Linked DNA regions of Danio rerio: region 1 is linked to region 2. The links are chromatin contacts, called in public HiChIP or PLAC-seq maps. All regions are on one chromosome and are shown on one strand. Each heading gives the region's core, a stretch centred on a gene start, on an enhancer-like site or on the middle of the called end of the contact. The rest is flanking DNA. Distances are from core to core; before and after follow the strand shown.

The links. HiChIP or PLAC-seq counts read pairs in DNA pulled down with a chosen protein or histone mark.
Region 1: a contact with region 2 is called in an H3K4me3 HiChIP or PLAC-seq map of embryo, with 6 times the contacts expected there. The contact joins the promoter of slc27a4 here to the promoter of sardh in region 2. A contact is called at or near these places in 3 of 18 Hi-C or Micro-C datasets (caudal fin, embryo and hematopoietic stem cells) and 1 of 4 datasets of contacts at active chromatin or transcription factors (embryo).

What each region holds. Positions count from the first base shown.
Region 1 is chr10:11,371,481-11,375,412 of GRCz12tu, forward strand. slc27a4 (solute carrier family 27 member 4) reads left to right here and starts at 1,357. Exons shown (of 13, transcript NM_001017737.1): 1 at 1,357-1,646.
Region 2 is chr10:11,042,726-11,046,703 of GRCz12tu, forward strand. sardh (sarcosine dehydrogenase) reads left to right here and starts at 1,957. Exons shown (of 22, transcript NM_001326686.1): 1 at 1,957-2,090; 2 at 2,935-3,132.

The sequences.
Region 1 (3,932 bases), core at 107-2,606, 330 kb after region 2:
AATTACTGTACTTGAGTTTTTTGTTCTTAGGATTAGTAATTTATTAGGTAGTTTTAAAAATGTGTACTTTTACTTTCCCTTGAATACACTTTTAGTGCAATATCGCTACTTTTACTCCACTACTTTATTTCAACCTGCGTAATTACTTAATTTTTTTCTTGTCTATGGGGATAAACAAATTATTAAATCAATTCTTTGATTCCAGTCCTATCAAATAATAATAATTTTTCATTATTATGAACAATTTGAAGATATGTTTGGAAAGTATCCAGGAAGATGATGTCCAAAATCTTTACACGCAATGACTGTTTAGACTGAATGCCATTGATGGTGGCGAATGTTTACTGTACGATGACTGAAATCGTCAAATAGTCAAAATGTTACGTTTACACACACACATGCATAAATTGCATGTAAAAACATCACCTTTTCACAGTGTAATACTTCTTAAAGGGCTACTTTTTACTCATACTTTGAGTAATATTTACAGCAGATACTTTTACTCTACTTGCACTACATTATTAAGTAAGTAATTATACTTTTACTTGAGTATGATTTTTCATGACTTTCCACCACTGGTGCTGTCTAACATGATATCCACAGTGAAGTGTTTATACCACATGAAATCAATTTTTGTTACTGTTATCTCACATGATTTTCATCGACCATTCTAAAAAAATATATGAATGTTGTGACCAGTACAAAGAAACACAGTGGAAAGTAATTTGTTAGGCAAATCATGTTAACATTAAAATGCAAACTGAAAAAATAAATGGGGTTTGTGACGTCAGCTACATAGGTAAGTTGTTTTAGGAGCTACATTTAGATAAGCGATTATACACAGTTTGTTTCTGTGAATTAACTTGTATCGAATGCTACATGCAATCAGGAGTATAGTCAAAATAATTTCACAGAAAAAAAAATACATACTTCAAACTAAAATAGAAATGTTTGCAATTCATGCATTTTGAATGAAACCAACAGTCTCGTGTCCTTTTGCTATATATTTCAGTTAAAATCCTGTCTCCTTACACATTAGTATTATCATGTGCATTACGTTCTTTTAATTTTCACAAACAGCTGTCTTTGCCAGTACAATGGCTTGCAGATGGACAGATGTCTGACAATAGCTCTCGTTCTCCTCCTCCATCATGCCTCATGGTCCCGCAGAGCTGCTTTGCAACTACCGGGTGGAAACTGTCGTGATGATTCGCTGGCTGGGCCACATTTCCTTGACAGGACTTTAAGCCCCGCCTTTCAACAGCGAAAAGGCTGCGCTCTGAGAGCACGATTGGTTTAAAGCGCTGTCATTCAATGTGTACACACAGCACCGGCGAATAGCGAGGAGGCGGGCGCAAGTAAGAAAATTATAAGGTCATTGGAATTACCAGCGCTACATGCTATCCCCACAATGAAGCGATAACAGATAAGAGTGAAAAAATGAAATAAACGGGAGCAAAGTCTACCATAGGAGCCGCGGAAATAGGTAAAAGGCGGGCGAGTGGCCGTTACACACCGGCGCGTGTGTATCAGCGCAGGTAAACGGTGGAGGTTTCGCTTAAGCCGATCAAGGTGGGATCGTACGGAACAGGTTCCCCTTCTGCCATAATACACACGTTATTGTGACAGAGAAGACCAAAATCGAGGTATTTCCCGGACCACAAACACCAACATTTCAAATATTTTAGCCATTAGTCATTTCCGGAATCTCCTGTATCATTAATCGTCATGATAGCGAGCTGTCAGTTGCTTGTTAAAGATGAATTTACTGATTTTACTATAGCGTCAATATGCATTGTGTTCTGCTTATGTTTGCCGATGGATGCCGTGTCATGTGTAGCAGTGTAATTGCTCATAATCCAGCTAAAGGGAAATAGGATGTCATTCATGCGCACTGGCCTTTTCAGTATGAAACACGCATAGCAAATATAACCGATCGTATAAACGCATAATATAATTAATTGCCTGACTGTACGAGTTGAATTTCATACAACGTGTTTTGTGATTGTAACTGTAGAGTGAAGCTCAGTGTACTGCATTGCTGTAGTGATGTCCGATTCGCGAGCGAAGCATTCTTTTGAGTCGGATCTTTTCAACCGAGTCATTAAAGCGAATGGATTCGTTCACAAATCGACCTGAATCCTGAACTCTTAGGCGCAATGAGCTGGGAAACATTTCTGAATATGTTAAACTCCCAATTACCAAAAAATAGGTTAACGTTAACTTTTAGGTCTCTGAACAGGGTGTCTACAGGGTCTTAAAATGTCTTAAATCTCTAAAAGCTAAATTTTAGGCTTTAAAAAGTCTTAAATCTACTGACATGTGTTGTAGGTCTTACATATTTTTCAACAAGTCTTAATTTTTCTGTGTTCATGTATAGCAACCTACTCTGGCCATTTACACCCATACAATTGACAGCAATTCATCTCGATAAAGCTTTTAACTTTTTATTTTCAAAAAGCTTTTAATTAACATTTGCTTAAAAGTTCTACATTTATTTACTTATGATGATACTGACCTGACCTATATTTTTATTATTAAATCATTATTATTGTAGGCTGAAGTAACTGACAGCTATGTTTTGTTCTATTCTTGTTAAGGGTTATAGAGTTTGTGAATGGATTTATTTAGAAATTACAAAAAGAAATATTCAAACTAAATTATTATTATTGTATCATTGAATGTATTTAATTTTAATTATTTTTTGATAGGGCAAGTGAAAGTCTTTTTTAACTAAGATGTTCGAAAAAAAAAAATCTTTAGCATTTAGCCTTGTGTAAGGCAAAAATTTAATTCATAATGGTCTTTAAAATGTCTTTAAAAGTCTTAAATTTAACTTTGTGAAACCTGCAGAAACACTTATACAGAAAAAGTTATGAGCACCAAGGCAGTTAATAGATTGCAAGCTATGCCTTTGTTAAACCAATCTGTTAGTATTAATTCAGTAAATTTATTAGCAATGTGCAGGTGTTGCATAGAAAATTTCACCAATCTGAGGGTTCAAACTTTAGCTCCCTGTGTTTCTAAAACTTAATTATATATGTGTGCAAACTTTGCTGAAAACTTGAAATGTATTATTTCTATAGATGCAACCAAAATCGTTAAGCGATTAATGTAATATTTCTGCATTATATTTAATTTTATTGTGTCATTTGCAGCTTTCTATCATAAAATCTATTTTGGTCTAATTTTCATCACTTTGTTTTTGAAAAAAAAAAAAAAACAATGTTTGTAATATTGTAATTCACTTTATTCACCTTATACCCAATTGGCTTGTTCCATAGTTTTTGATGCTGTATCAAAAACCTTTTAAATATTTTGAAAAAAAGTATTGCTGAAAAAAGTGGGTAGGCATTAATGCACTATATCAAATATAAAGTGCTCAGTACACCCCTCAAAAATCTGTTTTAAATTCACATTTTTAACATGAAGCTTTACAATTATATATTTGTACATATACTTTAGTTTAGTCAGTACGGAAGCCAAATCTGGAGTTTATCTAACAAAATAACTTATGATAACGGTCAAAAAACTAGTACAACCAAATGTACAATGTTATAGAAAACAATAAATACAATTATAAAAAAGAGCAAAAATCAAGAGAAGCAAAAAAACTTTAAAATGTTGTAGTTTTTTTTTTGCTTGAATTTAATTGTAGTATGTTTTCATTTGTGAATATGTTTGGTAAATTAAACATTATTTTAATATGTATATCTGTTTAATAAATCTGTTTTGATTAATGCACCAAAATGCATTGCATATATTTACTAAGAAATTGATACAAATATACATTTTCAAAATTGGGTGTACTCCATTATGCTAAGCACTGTACTTCATATAAAACTAACGTTATCTTTACACGTTTGCTGTAGCCTACTTCATTGTATGACAATTTTATAAACTGAGTTAAATTGTGCTGAAATATCTTCATC
Region 2 (3,978 bases), core at 707-3,206:
AGGTTTCTCACATTGCTTCATCCAGTGTGTTGTCATATTTGTTGTCTGGGGTGGAGCTGTCGAAACCTCCTCTGATTGGTTGTCTCAGATAGGGAAGGTTTTGGTCGAATCTTCAAGCACTCATGGATGCTTTCTTTCTGTTTTGCGTATGTAGAAATAGGTCAGCCAATAATGGCCAAAGTTCATGGAAAAGGCTGGTGTTGTTTCTGTTTGAGCAAAGCAATTGAATACAGATCTAAGCCCCAGCATTTACTGCACTAAAAATAACTATTAATATATTCTATTAATATTATATTATTCTATTAAATCTATCTAACAGAAATTTATAGTTAAGGTAATAAATAATACAACGAAACTGCAAAAAAAGAAAAAAAAGAAACAAAAACATGCTGAGTAAAAATAGAAAGACTAAAACAGTATTTTCTTGTAGAACACACCACAATATTGGTATACAATTAACATGCTAAAAATAAGTAATGACAAGATATGATTTTGCAGCTTCAGCTTATTTAAAAAAAATGTTAATAAATTTTTCAGCTTCTTAGTTATACAAGCTTTAACTTGATGTTGAATAATTTGCAAGATTTAATTAAATTTAAAAGATTAAGGCAGCAATTCTGTCAATGACAGAAAAAAAATTGTAAAAAAAACAGGGGACAAATGTTATCAAAAATCGTGGAGCCGAACACTGAACCCTGAGAAACTCCTTTATGCATTATAAACATTGTCTCAAATGTATTTGTTTTTGGTCTTGTGATGTTGCAGGGGCCATGGATTTATTGGGAACACTTCAGCTCATTCGTCCATGTCGTCATGCATGTGCTGAGTATGTCTGCATCTGCATGTAACAGATGTCTGAGTTCAGTCTTTCTGCTCTAATTGTGATTTGCTCAAAGGAAAAACTTAACAGCTGAGTCTCCACATGACACTGAGCACATTTATTTATTTAGAAAATATTAATAATCTTTAAGATGGGTAGCGGTAGTAATAACATGTAGTAAGCACACACACACACACACACACACACATACGTGTATATATATATATATATATATATATATATATATATATATATATATATATATATATATATATATATATATATACAGATGAAGTCAAAATTTCAGAATTACTAGTCTCCCGTTTATTTATTTTTTCCCAATATCTGTTTAACGGAGAGAAGATTTTTTTTCAACACATTTCTAAACATAAAAGTTATAATAACTCATTTCTAATAACTGATTTCTAATAACTTGACTTCAACTGCATGTATAATATATATATATATATATATATATATATATATATATATATATATATATATATATATATATATATATATATATATATATATATATATTTGTATGTTATATATATTATACATTATATACATTCATTTTTTTGTCAGCTTAGTCCCTTTGTTAATCCGAGGTTGCCACAGCAGAATGAACCGCCAACTTATCCAGCACGTTTTTCTGCAGCGGATGCCCTTTCAGCCGCAACCCATCTCTGGGAAACATCCACACACACACATAGACACTCATACACTACGGGCAATTTAGCCTTCCCAATTCACCTGTACTGCATGTCTTTGGACTGTGGGAGAAACCGGAGCACCCGGAGGAAACGCACGCGAACGCAGGGAGAACATGCAAACTCCACAAAGAAACCCCAACTGAGCCGAGGTTCGAACCAGCGACCTTCTTGCTGTGAGGCAACAGTGCTACCTACTGTGCGTATATATATATATATATATATATATATATATATATATATATATATATATATATATATATATATATATATATATATAGTATGTATGTATGTAGGTTAACTAACTGTATGTATATACTCACAATACAATTCATTCCACCTTTAAATTAGAACTACAATTAGACCTCTGTTGGTGGGTGGAGAGTGTACTCTGAGGTTATCATGTCTATTTGGCAGTTTCCAGCCAAAAGATCTCAGCTGCAGGCAACACAACATTTAAGCTGCCTTGTGCACTAAACAGCAGCACCAAGTCTGCAACAGCAAATTCATTTCTTGTGTTTTTTTCCTTTTCTCAAGTGGATATATTCATTTGACAGGTAAGCAATGCATGCATTGTTGGAACTCTGAGAATCTCATAACCTAGCGAGTCGCCTTCTAAGACATTTATTATCAGTGTCCTTTTGAAAATATGCAGTATGTACAGTTATAACCCACTTTAAACCTTTCACTTAAAAAAAAGAATCGTAAATGTAAATTAACCCACTTAAAAAAAGAAAATACTATAGTACTTTATATTTAGAGTTTTTGATCCATACTATAGAACAGTACTTATTATGCTGTGGTAATTTTATAGTTTCTGTGGTTAAACAACAATTATAGTACGCTAATATAAATGACCCAATACTGTATTAAGCTTTCTACAACTATATACAATACAGTTTTACAGTTTACTGTTGTAAAAACGTAAAATAGGCTAGCATGATTATAGTTTTCAGTTTCAGAAAGATAAATCTATACAGCATATCACAGCATTATTCAAATATTGTTAATATAGATCCTACACACACTGATACATTTACTGTAGTACGGTTTAAAACAATATACATATTTTTTTTCACATGGGAATGCCATAACCGTTTGTTATCAATAAACATCATTAAAATGATTTAACATATTTGAGATAAAATGAAATAGTTTGAGTGTTTATGTATCGTAAGTTTTACTTTCCTGAAAAACAATCATCGTATATTCGCATATGATGTTGATTACCTGTCTGATCGACCTCGGTATAATGCTATGCAAATTTGAACGTCATTCAATCTGCAATACGTATGAACGTAGAAACCCGACTATGCATGAAACCCCACTAATTCGCGGTGAAGTGTTAAGAAATCTTTTTTTTTTTTTTTAATCATGCGATTTGTCTAAAGTTCTCAGTAGACACGTCGCAGCACTCTGCTTGGTTTGTTTTGCTCCTTCCGCCGCATCTGCAGTTCTGAAGTTCACCACCACAGCTGTGTTCGTCCTCATGCTCGGTCAGCAAACAGCCATATTTGAGCACCAGCTGCTCTGTTTATGAAAGTAACAACTTACACACTCTTGAGGAAGCAGTTAAAAAGCAGGACTTTCGCTCTTCAAGTAAGTTCAATATGCGAGTGACAGTTTACCACAGAACTACCGACCTGCTTCACACGCTGCTAGTTTTATGGTCGCGTGTATTCTTTTTCAGTGCATTACTTCAGTTTTACAAAACGTGTGAACTATATCTGAAATGTTTGCACGATAGTTTTTTACAGACATGTTATTAGTTTGATGCACTTTAACTGTGTTTGAGTTGCATAACTTGTGAATTGCAATGCTTATAATTAGTATACAAAATATTAGGTTTTGTCACCTTTTGCAAAAACAAGTTGGTCATGTTGATCATTTTCGAAGTGACCAGTTTTGCAGTTAAGTGCAATGCGTATAAAACGTGCATGTAATCCATATTTGCATATACTTTGTAAGAATGCGTAAAATATAAATGCATTGTTTTAAAATATAATAAAATGAGAAATTAAAATAAAACATTACGATTTCTCTAGTAAACATGTATCTTTAAAACCTTTATGAAAAAGGTTTTCTGTTTAACAGACTTTTCTTTTGCCATATTTGATTCAAAAGTGATTAGAGTAAGATAAGCTGTCTCACATGATGCTTGTCTGGTGAGCAACTACTTGTGAAAATTATCAATAACAGTAATAATAATAAAGATACATAGAACACACACACACACACACACACACATATATATATATATATATATATATATATATATATATATATATATATATATATATATATATATATATATATATATATATATGCAATTTGTTTAAATTTCAAATATTGAAATAATTTGTTCAAATATGCATGAATGAATTAAAGTCAGGGCAGTTTTTTGGTAATAAAGTTTGATATATTTTAAACAACAGAATAAAATTA